Regions from separate parts of the Mus musculus genome. Here regions 2, 3 and 4 are each linked to region 1. A link is a contact called in public promoter capture Hi-C data. All regions are on one chromosome and are shown on one strand. The core of a region is the stretch at or near the end of the contact, and the rest is flanking DNA. Distances in the headings are between cores, read along the strand shown. Region 1 holds the start of Chmp4b (charged multivesicular body protein 4B). Region 2 holds the start of Mmp24 (matrix metallopeptidase 24). Region 3 holds the start of Dnmt3b (DNA methyltransferase 3B). Region 4 holds the start of Trpc4ap (transient receptor potential cation channel, subfamily C, member 4 associated protein).

What was found. Promoter capture Hi-C pulls out the DNA fragments that hold promoters and counts their contacts.
Region 2: a contact with region 1 is called in a promoter capture Hi-C map of liver, with 4 times the contacts expected there. The contact joins the promoter of Mmp24 here to the promoter of Chmp4b in region 1. A contact is called at or near these places in 5 of 39 promoter capture datasets (the 3T3-L1 cell line, hippocampal neurons, liver and 1 more).
Region 3: a promoter capture Hi-C map of hippocampal neurons shows a contact between it and region 1, with 2.7 times the contacts expected there. The contact joins the promoter of Dnmt3b here to the promoter of Chmp4b in region 1. A contact is called at or near these places in 2 of 39 promoter capture datasets (hippocampal neurons and pre-B cells).
Region 4: a contact with region 1 is called in a promoter capture Hi-C map of pre-B cells, with 5 times the contacts expected there. The contact joins the promoter of Trpc4ap here to the promoter of Chmp4b in region 1. A contact is called at or near these places in 10 of 39 promoter capture datasets (the 3T3-L1 cell line, 3T3-L1-derived adipocytes, the C10 cell line and 7 more).

Annotation. Positions count from the first base shown.
Region 1 is chr2:154,655,539-154,658,326 of GRCm38.p6, reverse strand. Chmp4b (charged multivesicular body protein 4B) reads right to left here and starts at 1,301. Exons shown (of 5, transcript NM_029362.3): 1 at 956-1,301. The coding sequence starts at 1,145.
Region 2 is chr2:155,773,854-155,776,784 of GRCm38.p6, reverse strand. Mmp24 (matrix metallopeptidase 24) reads right to left here and starts at 1,443. Exons shown (of 9, transcript NM_010808.4): 1 at 1,148-1,443. The coding sequence starts at 1,312.
Region 3 is chr2:153,648,060-153,650,987 of GRCm38.p6, reverse strand. It overlaps Dnmt3b (DNA methyltransferase 3B), which reads right to left and starts at 1,539. Exons shown (of 23, transcript NM_001271744.1): 1 at 1,248-1,539.
Region 4 is chr2:155,690,550-155,693,637 of GRCm38.p6, reverse strand. Trpc4ap (transient receptor potential cation channel, subfamily C, member 4 associated protein) reads left to right here and starts at 1,254. Exons shown (of 19, transcript NM_001163452.1): 1 at 1,254-1,499. The coding sequence starts at 1,332.

The DNA.
Region 1 (2,788 bases), core at 52-2,551:
CTCAACTTCGGCCCACTCTCAAGGGGTGACCTGTCACGCTATGATTCATGCTCACATTGTTGTAACAAAAACACACATGAGCATTTTGACTTTCTTTACAGTCATTCACACATTTTCACATCCATCTCACTGAAGAAAACTACAAGGTACTTCCTAGACAGTTTCGATTCCTAGACAGGAAGCAAAGAAGCTTTCAAGTTCCAATCAACAACAGGACTGGGTCAACAGAGGCAGAGTCCTCGTCATTTCTGGTTCAGGAGGAACGGGGAAGTGGTGAGTCACAAGAGGGTAAGGCTTACAACACGGAAGCTCTGAGAATCACAGGGTTATCGACATCTTAGGTCTTCCAGTGGCCAGCTCCTAGCCGGTGGATGTGGAACTCAAAACTTAACAAGTACACTCAACAAGTGAACAGACAGAGCGGGTCCCAGAGGGTCTCTTCACTCCCCAGTTCTCTTTTTTCTCCATAAAGGAAGCTTCTCAAGAAGACTCCTAAGTCAGGGGCAGAAGGCAGCTCAGACGTCACCAAGGGCTCAGGAGAGGACAGAGGTGGACCAAGAAACACATAAATGATAGGGTGGGGCAAAGAAATGAACCAAGGTGGGGGTAGAGGCAGTGGCTGGGAAGATGGGTGAGGCCAAAGAGAAAAGAATACAATGGAACAGAGTGGAACAGACTGAGCAAAGTTAAAGTGCTGTGAGATCTGGGTCAGAAGAGGCCTGCCAGGGTAGGGAGAGTTTGAAGGGAGTCTGATGATGCAAGTGAACCGGCTCAAGGAGACCCAGAAGGAGTCAGATGGAAAGGGATCCCCGGCTCGGCTGGACAACGAAAGAAGTCTGGCCGGAGAGTTCCAGAGTCGAGAGAGACCCCGAAACGAGTTAGACAAAGTGGAGTCCGGGCCTGGGGAGCCTTAGGAGAGCCAGTGGAGAGTCTGATGGGGCCCCAGCCGTCTCACCGCGTTTATTTTTGGTGCCGTGCTTCTTGGCAGCCGTCAGCTCCTGTTCGATTTTCTTCTCCAGGAACTCCTGCTTCTTGCTTAACATCTCCTCCGTGTCCCGAAGCCGCTGGATGGCCTCCTGGGGGGTCGGGCCGCCCTTGCCCGCCTTACCCCCTCCAGCCCCGAACAGCTTCCCGAACACCGACATGGTTGCTGCTCGCCGCGCCGGCCTCCGGCGCCCACTCCGGCTCGGCTCGGCTCGGCTCGGCTCGGCTCCCGCGCCCACTCCCGGCCTGCCGCTCCCCGCAGCCGCAGGCCTCGCCTCCACCTCCGCCCCGCAGCTGGGCCCGGCCGCGCCACCTCCCACAGGCCCCCACGCCCGGGCCCGGCCGGCGTCAGGGCAACGCGCCGCTGACTACAGCTCCCAGAGCACCACGCGCCCGCAGCCCCTCGAGTCTAAGGGAGGACCGCGCGCTGCAAGCCGGGAGTCTGAGTTTTCCGGCTCCTGGCGTACTATGGCGCATCTTTTTAGTCTCGCAGAGGTCAAAGGGCAATGTGGCATGCTGGAAAATGTAGTCTCTTTGGAATGTGTTCCGTAGAGATGAAAGACCAGGAAGAGAAGAAATAACTATTACAAAAAGAGGGGTTCGTTGTGCTGGTCCGTGATAGAACCCTGGACCTAATTCACAGCACGGGAAGTAATAGTGATAACAACATCACTCATTTTCTATGATCTCTGGAACATAGTACTTTACAATCATAATCACATTTGATTCTTAAAGCAGTTTACAACAGATAATGCTGTTCCTATTTTGTGTGTCTGTTTTGGAACCAGACTTTCATGTAGCCTAAGCTGGCCTTGAAGTTCCTAAGGATCAGAGGCTGGCCTGTCTCTGCCTCTGAAGTGTTGGATCTGTGCTGTTCCTAATTTATATGTCAGTGAATCAAGCCCAGGAAACTGGCTGTCTAACTAGCTTACTTTACCAGACCGGTCAGTTCTCTCTACTTGGATGAGCTGTCATTCTCTTTATTCACCTAAGAGACCTTCTGAAACCTAAAATAGACTAACCACCTTGGCAGTGTAATTCAACAGCAAAGCTTCAAAATCAGCCTCGAATATTCATTTAGATACTTACTTCCTCTTGCTTTCCAAAGCTGTAAATTTGAAATTGTCACAAGTCCTCTTAAAAGAGTTTGTAAGTGAGATAGGAATATAAAGGGCCCAGCTGACTACAGGCACTCAAATAAAGATGTGTGTTTTAAACAGGACTTGGCAATTCATGCCTATAATCTCACATCTTTTGAAAGGCTGAGATAAGAGGGCTGCCATGTGGTGGCACATGCCTTTAATCCCAGAGGCAAAGGCAGAGGCAGGTAGATTTCTGAGTTATAGGCCAGCCTAGTCTACAGACTGAGTTCCAGGACAGCCAGGGCTATACAGAGAAACCCTGACTTGAAAAAACCTCCTGAATGTAATTGTATTTCTGGCACTGAAAAAAAAAAAAGAAAGAAAGAAAGAAAGAAAGAAAGAAAGAAAGAAAAAGAAAAAACCTCCTGTCTGTTTGAGTTCTGACCTGCTTTCATGATGATCAATGATATGGAAGTATAAGCTCAGTAAACCATTTCCTCCCCGAGTTGCTTTGGTCACAATAATAGTAAGACACTCTAGGAGTATAGAAAGTCATGTTTGGGGGGATTATATTAGAAAACTCAAATTTAACTTAAATACTCTTACCACACAATTGGCATCCGTCTCTGGGGAAGAATTTGAACCTACATTGGGACTCTTGGTTTTGTTGTTGTTGTTTTTTGGTTTTTTCGAGACAGGGTTTCTCTGTATAGCCCTGGCCA
Region 2 (2,931 bases), core at 194-2,693, 1.1 Mb before region 1:
GTCATCTTTGGAGAGGCTGAGGAAATCGGGAGCTTCCCTTCTAGAAAAACACACATTTTTCACATATAAACACAAATTAGCAGAAAATTTCAGAGAATTTATGATCCCTTGAGTCCCTTGCCCAGTTAAAAACTGCTGTTCTGGCAGATTCTTCTAAACAGCCTGTCTACTTAACAAACACACTTCTCTCGGGATAATTCAGGCAATCACCAATTTCCTCCAGCAACGTTAACACTGGTTCAACATTATTTTTTTTTTTTTTTTTTAGAATTGCAGGCTTCTAGGCTGGGAGACAGCAACAAAATTAGTACAACTGTCCCGGACCTTATACGACATAATGTCCTGGCTTAAACATGAAACAGACTAGAGTCAAACCACTAGCTCTGTGACCTTGAGCGAATTGCTTAAGCTCTCAGGGTCTCTATCCTCATCTGTAAAATGGGGACAGGTGCTACAACAAGCTCACAGGATACATGCTGGGGTTAAATAAGCTAATTCCTATCAAACATAGCGCCAAGTCTGGCCCATAGTGCACGGTTGTTATTATGCATGTATCCATGCAGGCATTATGCATGCATCCATCCAATCCCCTCTTGGAGCTCCTACTTGCACATGCCAGTGATGAGCAGCTCACCGCCTCCTGGGCTGGCTGAGCACCTCCAATTGTTAAAAACTTCCTGCCTTGGGCCGAAATGTGCCTTCTTGTAATCCCCCACCCCCCACGGTCCGTTGGCCTCAGCTCTGCCCGGTGGGGCCACGCTGATCTCGCCTATCCCGACGGCCCTTCAGCTACCAAGACCGCGATCCGGTCCTTCCTCGCCCTCTTCCCTCCCCCTTCTCCAGCTCCAACATCCTCGGCTTCTCCTCCAGCCCACAACACACTGGCTGCGCTTACTATTTACTCCGAGGCGTACGGTTTCCCTCACACACAGCCTTGCAGGCCACACGCCCCACCGTCACCGCGGCCACCTCGACCCTCCGCTCCGCCCCCGCCCGCTGCCTCTGTCCGCGGTGCTGAACGGAGCCCGGCCCGCGGGCCCCGCCCGGCCCTCGCGCTGACCCGGCGCCAGGCACCCCGAACCAGGCCCGGTCGGTGCCGCCCCCTGCCCAGCCCCGGCCCCGGCCTCGACCCCGCGCGCCTGCCCACCTGCCCAGCGAAGGGCGCGTCCGCCCCGGCCGGCTTCCCGGCCCCCGCCGCCGCCGCGAGGCAGCAGAGCGCGGGCAGCAGCGGCAGCAGCCGCCCCGGGGCCCGCCAGCCGCTCCAGCGCGAGGCCTGGCCCGGCGCAGCGCGGCCGCCCCGGCTCCTCGGCATCCCGGCGGCGGGGGCCCGGCCGCCCGGCTGCGATGGCGGCGGCGGCGGCGGCGGCTCCGGCCGGGTCCTCCCGCTGCAGCCGCTGCGGAGCCGCCGAGTCACGGCGCCGCGGACGCGCGCCTGGCCCGCCTGCCGCCGCCGCCTCGGCCGCCGCGCGCCCCCGCCTCCGCGCGCCCCGCCCCGGCGAGGGGCGGCCGGGGGCGCGGGGGCAGCGCCCGAACGGGACCTGCGGGAGGCGGCAGCGGCGGGGCTGCGGGAGGCGCTCGCTCCAGGCCCCGGGTGCAAAGAGGGCAACCCTGAGGGAGGGTGAAGAGGCCAGATAAATAATTCTGGCCCTAGGGCGGCTGGCCGGGCCCCGGGTCTGTAACCCCAGGCTAGCCCTGGGGGAGAAGGGCTGAGGCTTAACACTGGAGAAAAGGGGTCTGGGGAGACCGCCGGGTTTGGAAGAAAACGAGCTCAAAAATGCTTGACATCGGAGAAAGGGTTTCGGGGGCTTAAGAGGGGTGGTGCTGAGAACCAAGAAGAGCAAACCTGGGCAGTGCTTCACTGGGGTCGGGAGACCCCTCTGGGAAGTTCGCTCCTTTACCCCTCAGAGGGAGAGGGATCACCCACCCCCTGAATGTCCCACATTTGTGGAACACCTTCTATGGAACACCAGCAGTGCCCTGGGCTTCTGGGGCTACTAAAGTGAAAAGGGAGGCTCCTGGGCCAAGGTGTAGAAGGTTACACCTAGTGAGAAACCGTAAGCACTGAGACAAACAGGATACCAAGTATCAGAAAGGATTCCAGGGGTCCCGGCTTAGGGAGGCCGGAGGTAGGTATGTAGGAGACAGTGGGGCTCTACCAATGCTCTGGAGGAAAGGCTGGAATTAAACAAGGGGGAGGGTCGGGGCAGTGTGTGTGTGTGTGTGTGGTGTCTGTGGGTCCCTATGGGGTGACTACAGAGATCTACAGAGATAATGTGTACGTTGTGGTTGTTTGGTAGTTTGGAGGTGTGGAACAGGGACATACACAGACCTGTGTGCAAGCACTGGCTCATCTCCGTTTTATAAAATGTTGCCCTCACTACTCCTGTGTACCGTCGTGCCTCAGAATTTAATAAGTGTTCCGTGTTAGTCCTCTCCCAAGGCAGAGCATGATGAGAGCCTCCATAAAAGGACACACAGATCCCAACACCAGCTACTAGTTATTGAATGCCTACTACATCCCAGGCATCGGGCTAAGCCCGTCACTGAATTATTCCTCCCGAAGTCCTGTGAGAAGCTCCGTGAAAACAGGTTGTTATCGTAAACCACTTTAGGATAAAGAGGAGGCTCTGGATAAGTTTGCCAAACATACATGATTCATAAGGGTGCAGCTGGAGTGCTCTGGCCTCAAAGCACATCTTGTCTGCTAGGATGGTAAAGGATGAGGTGACAAAGGACATGAAAGGAGGTGATGGGCAGTGCAGAAGGTGGACTATGGCATTTTCACAGATCTGGAGTCCTCCTGGCGAGGACTAGCCTGGGGGAGGTGGCAAGGAGCTAGGAGTTAGACCTCTGGAAACTGGGAGCTACTGCACGGTCTTAGAGATGGGTGGGCACAGGGATGAGTAGAGAAGAAAAGATAAAGTGTGGCAG
Region 3 (2,928 bases), core at 290-2,789, 1.0 Mb after region 1:
AATAAAGATGGTGCTTGGTGTATTACCAACCTTACGGAAGTTTACCTTGAAGCTGGGAGGTGTAATGCAGTGGTGGTGGGTAGCTTACCTGAAAGAAGGCCCTGGATTTGGTCCCAAGGCACTATGGATGGGGGAGGGGAGATCCCGCGTCTGGAAAGGTATATACCTGAGGTTTCCAAGGTCTGGCACAAGCCTCAGCGGGCCTGGTGGACAGAGGAAGGTCGGTGAGTGTCACCAGCCCAAAGCCCACAACATCCACAAGTCCGGAAGCACTCTACTGAGGCCTTAATTCATTTTAATTCATATGCTTCCGAGTGCAAAGCAGAAATCACAGGGAATCACAGGCAGAGGCATGGAGATCACAGGACTGCCGCTGCCACAGGTGAGACTGGAGCAAGAAACTCTTCCCCTCCGTGCAGTCCAACCTTGGGAACGCAGTAAGTAGGTCTCCGCTTTGATTGCAACCTCTAGCCTGGACGGATTCCACAGGTATCCCTAAGCAATCCCTGAAGCACGGACGATTAACCGCTAGGAAGTGGAGGCAGAGGGTCATTTTATAATTAAGGACTCAGTGTATGGACTAGGTAGTGGGGCCACCTCACCCCGGAAGAAGGCTAAGAATGGAAAGTGAGCCCCTAGGGCAGCCGGCAAGGTGAGGAACCGCCCCCCGCTGGCTCCTCCCCGGCCAGGTGTGCTCAGCCAGCCCCTCCCAGCAGCCGGCAACGCTGCAGCACAAGAGGCTCCGCTCCGGAGGACCCCGGGGACAACGCCCATCTAGCATCCCCACTTGCCGGTACCCAGAGCGCCATCCCAACCTGGGAGTGCGAGGTTCCAAGTCAGAACGGATCCACAACCACTACTACATTGACAAAACAACTTCTGCCTCTACATCCCAGCCTTTCCTCCCCGAGGAGGCTCTGGGTAAGAACTGGGCTAGGTAAGGACTTTGGGTCCCGGGGACAGCCACCGCTCGGGCCCCACTCCGCTCCCAAGTGTTCTCAACTCTACACTCCAGAAAAGTTGCTGCAGGTCTCCTTCCCTCAACTCTTCAGAGTGGCGGAGTGCAGCGGGGACTTCGCTTCCTCTGTCCCCGTGCCCAGTCCCGTGTCCCCGTCCCGCTAAGCGCCACGCGCCCCGTTCTCCCCAACCCCGGCAAACATCCAGGCGCCACCAGGGGACCTGTCGTCCCGGAACCCACACAGCCCCAACCACCAGGTCCCAGCCCACGAGGGGCGCGTGGCGCTCACCTGTCGTGAGGCTGGCTGTAGCGCGGCGCCGCGATCGCGCCGCGGGTCCTGGCCGGCGGGCGGCGCGGAGTGTCGGGTTCGCGAATCTCCGGCGCCGATCGCTGCGCTACGTTTACTTGGGCCGCTTAACCCCGGCGCTGCCGGACTGGAGCGCCCGTGCGCTCGCCCGCGCGCCAGTGGGCCACCCGGGCTAGTCCGCGGCGCTCAGGCGAGAGCGTCCACGCGGGCTGCGGCTGCGAGACGAGGGGCGGCGACGAGGACGCTACGGGCCGGGCGCGCACGGGAGTGGGTGGGGAGGGGGCGGCGCCGCTGCCCTTGTAGCCCGGGCCCGGCCCTGGCCCCGCCCCCGCCCGGGGGGCGCCCCCGCCGCAGCCACTCACCGGCCGGCCGGGCCTAGGGGACGGGCGAGGGAGATTTGAAATCCCTCCCGAGCTTCCTCGCCCTGCCTCCTCGGGAGCCTCCCCTGGGCCCCCTATGCCTTGCGGGTCACCCTCCTAGATGACCAGAGCCCACGGATAGCTCCCAGCCCTCTCCACCTGAGACACCCCCTTTCCTGTCCCCCAATCCAGATCAGATGCACACACGCACATACAAGCACATTCACAGGTCTGGATGAGCGGCCCAGAGAGGGAAGAGCTCCTGCTGGAGTCACACAGCAACCCTGCATTGGCTTTTCGACCATCCCTCCGCTGCAAAGCTGTCCAGGGCGCTGTAGTGGCCCTATGGGTCACCCGCTGGGGACCCCCGTTCTGCTTCCTGCTTTCACCTAGCTTGGCCTTTGTCAGCCATCTTGAGGGGAGAGGAGGCCTTGGAGGAAGAAAAAGCATACATGTTCCCCCAACTACCTGGGTTCCTCGTGCCAGCTGGGGAGGAGCCCTACCCTGCAGCTTAGGGCTGCCTCGGCCAAAAGGCCCACGCTGAACCACTGGAGAAACACAAATACTTATGATAGGCACCTGGCGTTCATGTTTATTTGTTTTCCTGCTTGTCTGTCTCCATACATTAGATGGTGATCACTAAAGTAGACACTAAATAAATATATGTTAAAGGGATAAACAAATCGAATGATTGCAAAGGCTCGGCTCGATACAAGGCCTAGCACGTGCAGGCTCAGCTTTCACGGATCTTTTATTTTGTTGGCTCCCTGACTTCACTCCAACCTCTTCTGCTTTGCTGCTCCTCCTACACACCAAGCATTGTCCTTCTAAGGAAAGCTTTGGCCTCTTTCCTCCTTTCAGACTTTGTTTCCCCAGATCTGTCACAAGAAGAGGCTTTCTTATCACCAAACAGAACAGTCTTCAAATCCTATAACACTGAAACCCATCTGAGATTGTTTTGTATAGTCTTGTCTGCATCTCCTAGCGGGGCAGAGGTGGCTTCCATCTTCCATCTAGATGGAAACTGGAAGCCACATCTCTCTAGGAGCACAGGTCCACAGGGAGGCTAGCATCAAAAGGAATTAACTCAATACAAGTTGGTTGAATGAATGAATGAATGAATCTCCACAGGTCTCTTGCCTCTGGGGTTCTAACTCCTGTTAAACACAGCTTTCCTCCTGCCCTTCTTCCTGGTTAGTGAGTAAATGGGCAAATGGCGACTATTTGGGGAACTTCAAGTCTTAACACTTCCTGGGCCCTTTTCTACTTAAAAAAGAGTAGACTGGTCAAAAGACAAAAGGAGA
Region 4 (3,088 bases), core at 5-2,504, 1.0 Mb before region 1:
AGAGGGAGAGGGAGAGGGAGAGGGAGAGGGAGAGGGAGAGAGAGATTGATTAGAGGGCAGTTTGGAGGAATTATTTTCTCCTTTCACCAACATGGGTTCATTGGACCCAACAACTTAGGTCGTCAGTTTTGGCAGCCAGTGCTTCTACCCACTGACTCATCTCTCCTTATCCTATTTTCTTTGTCTTAAACCAGGTCACCAGGCAGTGATCTGCTGGAGCGAGTGGGAGCCACACCTTGCAAGTAGCATGCAGATGTCAGTCACAGTCTAGTTTGCCTTGGCAGCGATCTCAAATGCCTGCTGTTGTTCCACTGCAAGTTACTTATTACATCATTTCACTTTTTAAGGACTTTTGGTTTGGGCAACAAATTATAGCCACCTTAGTTACAAGTAGCAAACTTCATGGCATCCTAATTTGGCACACTCAACTTATTTTTGTTACAAGATAGCCTCCTAGAAGAGAAAGTGGGGAGAGTCAGCACCACCCTGCTTCCGAGGTTTGTCGGAGCCAGTGAATTCAGTTCTACTTGCGGGGAAAATGAGGGCAATATTCTATTTGATAGGGGATACAGTTTGCCAAATAAATAACTACATTTGTTTGTGTGGATTAGCTGTGGTCCCCTGAAACCCTCGTCCCCTAACAGGGCCCTCTGCTGTTCTGCTTATCACCTCGCCCTCCACCTCACCTATATATTCAGTATGAGGAGTACAGCTGGTGCCTTTAGGAACTATTTTTTGACATCTATCTGTAAATGAAATATTTTTCGCCATTTTCTTCGAATAAGCAATAGCATTGATGGTCCTTTACGTCTCATTTACATAAAGCACATATTTGTTAATTGTAATAAAAATATTAGTTGACTAGTCTGGCTCCCAGGACCTAAATATTGAATGGACTGAGGGCTAGGGGTAATGTGTAGTGACTTGGCTAAAGTCAATTGTAAAAGGAAGGGGACACGTGTCAAGTGTCAACTCTGGCCTAGGGCCTAGAATTTTTCCCTGGACACTGGGCTTGCATCATTTCCAGCTAGCGAAAATTTTGAGAGCTTGTGCACATAGTGACTGGTTTTCCACTTGGAGCAACCTCGAAGAAATGCTGGAGGTATCCCACTCAGCAAACTGGAGGGCCAGGAAGAGCCACATCTCAGCTACCTGCTCCCCCTCGGTAAAGACTACAGTTCCCATAAGGCGTCGGGGCACGCACAGTCCCTGCCACGCGGCTTGCACCTCCGCGTCAGTCCACTAGGGGCGATGTAGAGAGTCCTCCGCCGCCCCGTAGAAATCGACACGGCTCCGGGACCGCTTGCTTCCTGTTTGTCGGACGAGGAGACATGGCGGCAGCGCCCGCAGCGGCTGGAGCTGGGGCCAGCCGGGGGAGGCGGTTGGCAGCTACCGCGGCGGCGTGGGGCGGCTGGGGAGGTCGACCGCGGCCGGGTAACATCCTGCTGCAGCTGCGGCAGGGCCAGCTCACCGGCCGAGGCCTGGTCCGGGCGGTGCAGGTACGAGGCCGGCCCGGAGGGGCGGGGCGGGGCGGGCCAGGCTGGAGCTGGCCAGGGGCCGGGGAAGAGGCCTTTCCAGGCCGCTGCGGACCGTCCAGATCCCCCTTGGCTGGCCGCGGCGCTGTCCTGTGTGCGGTCCGGACGCTGTCAGCCGCGTTGGGACGGAGGGCAGTGGCCAGCTTGGAGGCCTGCGGGTCTGGGCCGAGTGGAGTCGAGCTGCCTGGGGTATTGATGGCGCGTCTAAGCCCTGGGCCGAGTTTCTAGATCCTCATTTCCCTGCGCCACGTCTGCGTGTCTGGAGGACCTTGGCGAGTTGGCTTCATCTTCTACTGGTCTCGTGTTTGCCCCTTGTGAGCAGGACGGGGTCCTCTTCACTGCAGCGCCCCCCCGCCCCCAAACGGTTCCCAAGCTTATGATAAATGTCATCTTCCCAGAGGCCTCAACGTTCCTCCTCCTTTTCTAAAGTAGGCCCCCCGGTTGTTATTCTATCAGATCACCCAATTCGTTTTCTGATGCTCTATTTTCTTTGCCTGTAATTGCATATTTCTTTGTTGTCTGCCCTTTCACGCCTGTATCTCACATTAGGCTGAGCTCCAACGGGTGCAGAAGACTCTTTTACTAGCGTAGGGATACATGCTTTGGGGGAAGAACTTTAGTTCAAAGCCCTATTCTCTTTCTCCCTCGGGCAAGTTACCTTTCAGGGCCGTTGTTTACTCATTTAATTCACCCTTTAAGGCTATTGTCAAATTCAGAGGAGATAGATGTGTCAAGTGTTAGTGTATTTCAGGTGCATATAAGGGCTGAAGGGTAATCAGTTATTGTTCTGTTTAGTGTCTAGCTTATTAAGTGTAATGATTGATGTCCTATACATGTGGTGGTGTAGGGTGTGTGTCTGTGTGTTGCGGGGGAGGGGGGTGTATAGGGCACAACCTTAGAATAAATAGATGAGGATAGGTGACTCCTCTCACTTTTTCTTCTTTCTCCCAGGTGATCCCAGAACTTACTTTGAAAACATTAGCTTAATTTCAAGATAGCTTTGTATATAGTTTTGAGGACTACATAAGGAACCAAACAGTGTTGATGGGAGAGGGACGGGCAGGAATTAGGTGAGTGGATGAGAGAATGGGTGTGAGATTTTTCTATACACCGCTACATATTTAAAGTTAATTTTGATCCATTTGAATATTACTGAAAGAACTGAACAGATCAAGGTGAAATGGTCGCAGGTGAAGGGGCGGCTGAATTTCCCTATAGAAACTGTAGATGAGCAGTCTTTTCTTCATTGCATTCCTCTGCATTTGCCTTAAGAAGAGGTGAGAAATACTTGCTCTGTCCTTGAAGCCAGAATACCTCACTGAGCGAGTGTGTCAGGACAGGCAGAGAGAGGAATGGCTAACCTTTAATGATCACATAGTTTTGGATCAGTCAATGTGCATGCAGGCTGTTGACTTTTTTTGAAAGTGAGTTTACTTTTGAGACAGGCTCTCCCTGTGTAGATTTGACTGGCCTTGAAACTCATATAGATGAGGCTGGCCTTGAACTTGTGGACGTCCTCCTACCACTGCCCTCTTAGTGCTGGGACTACAGGT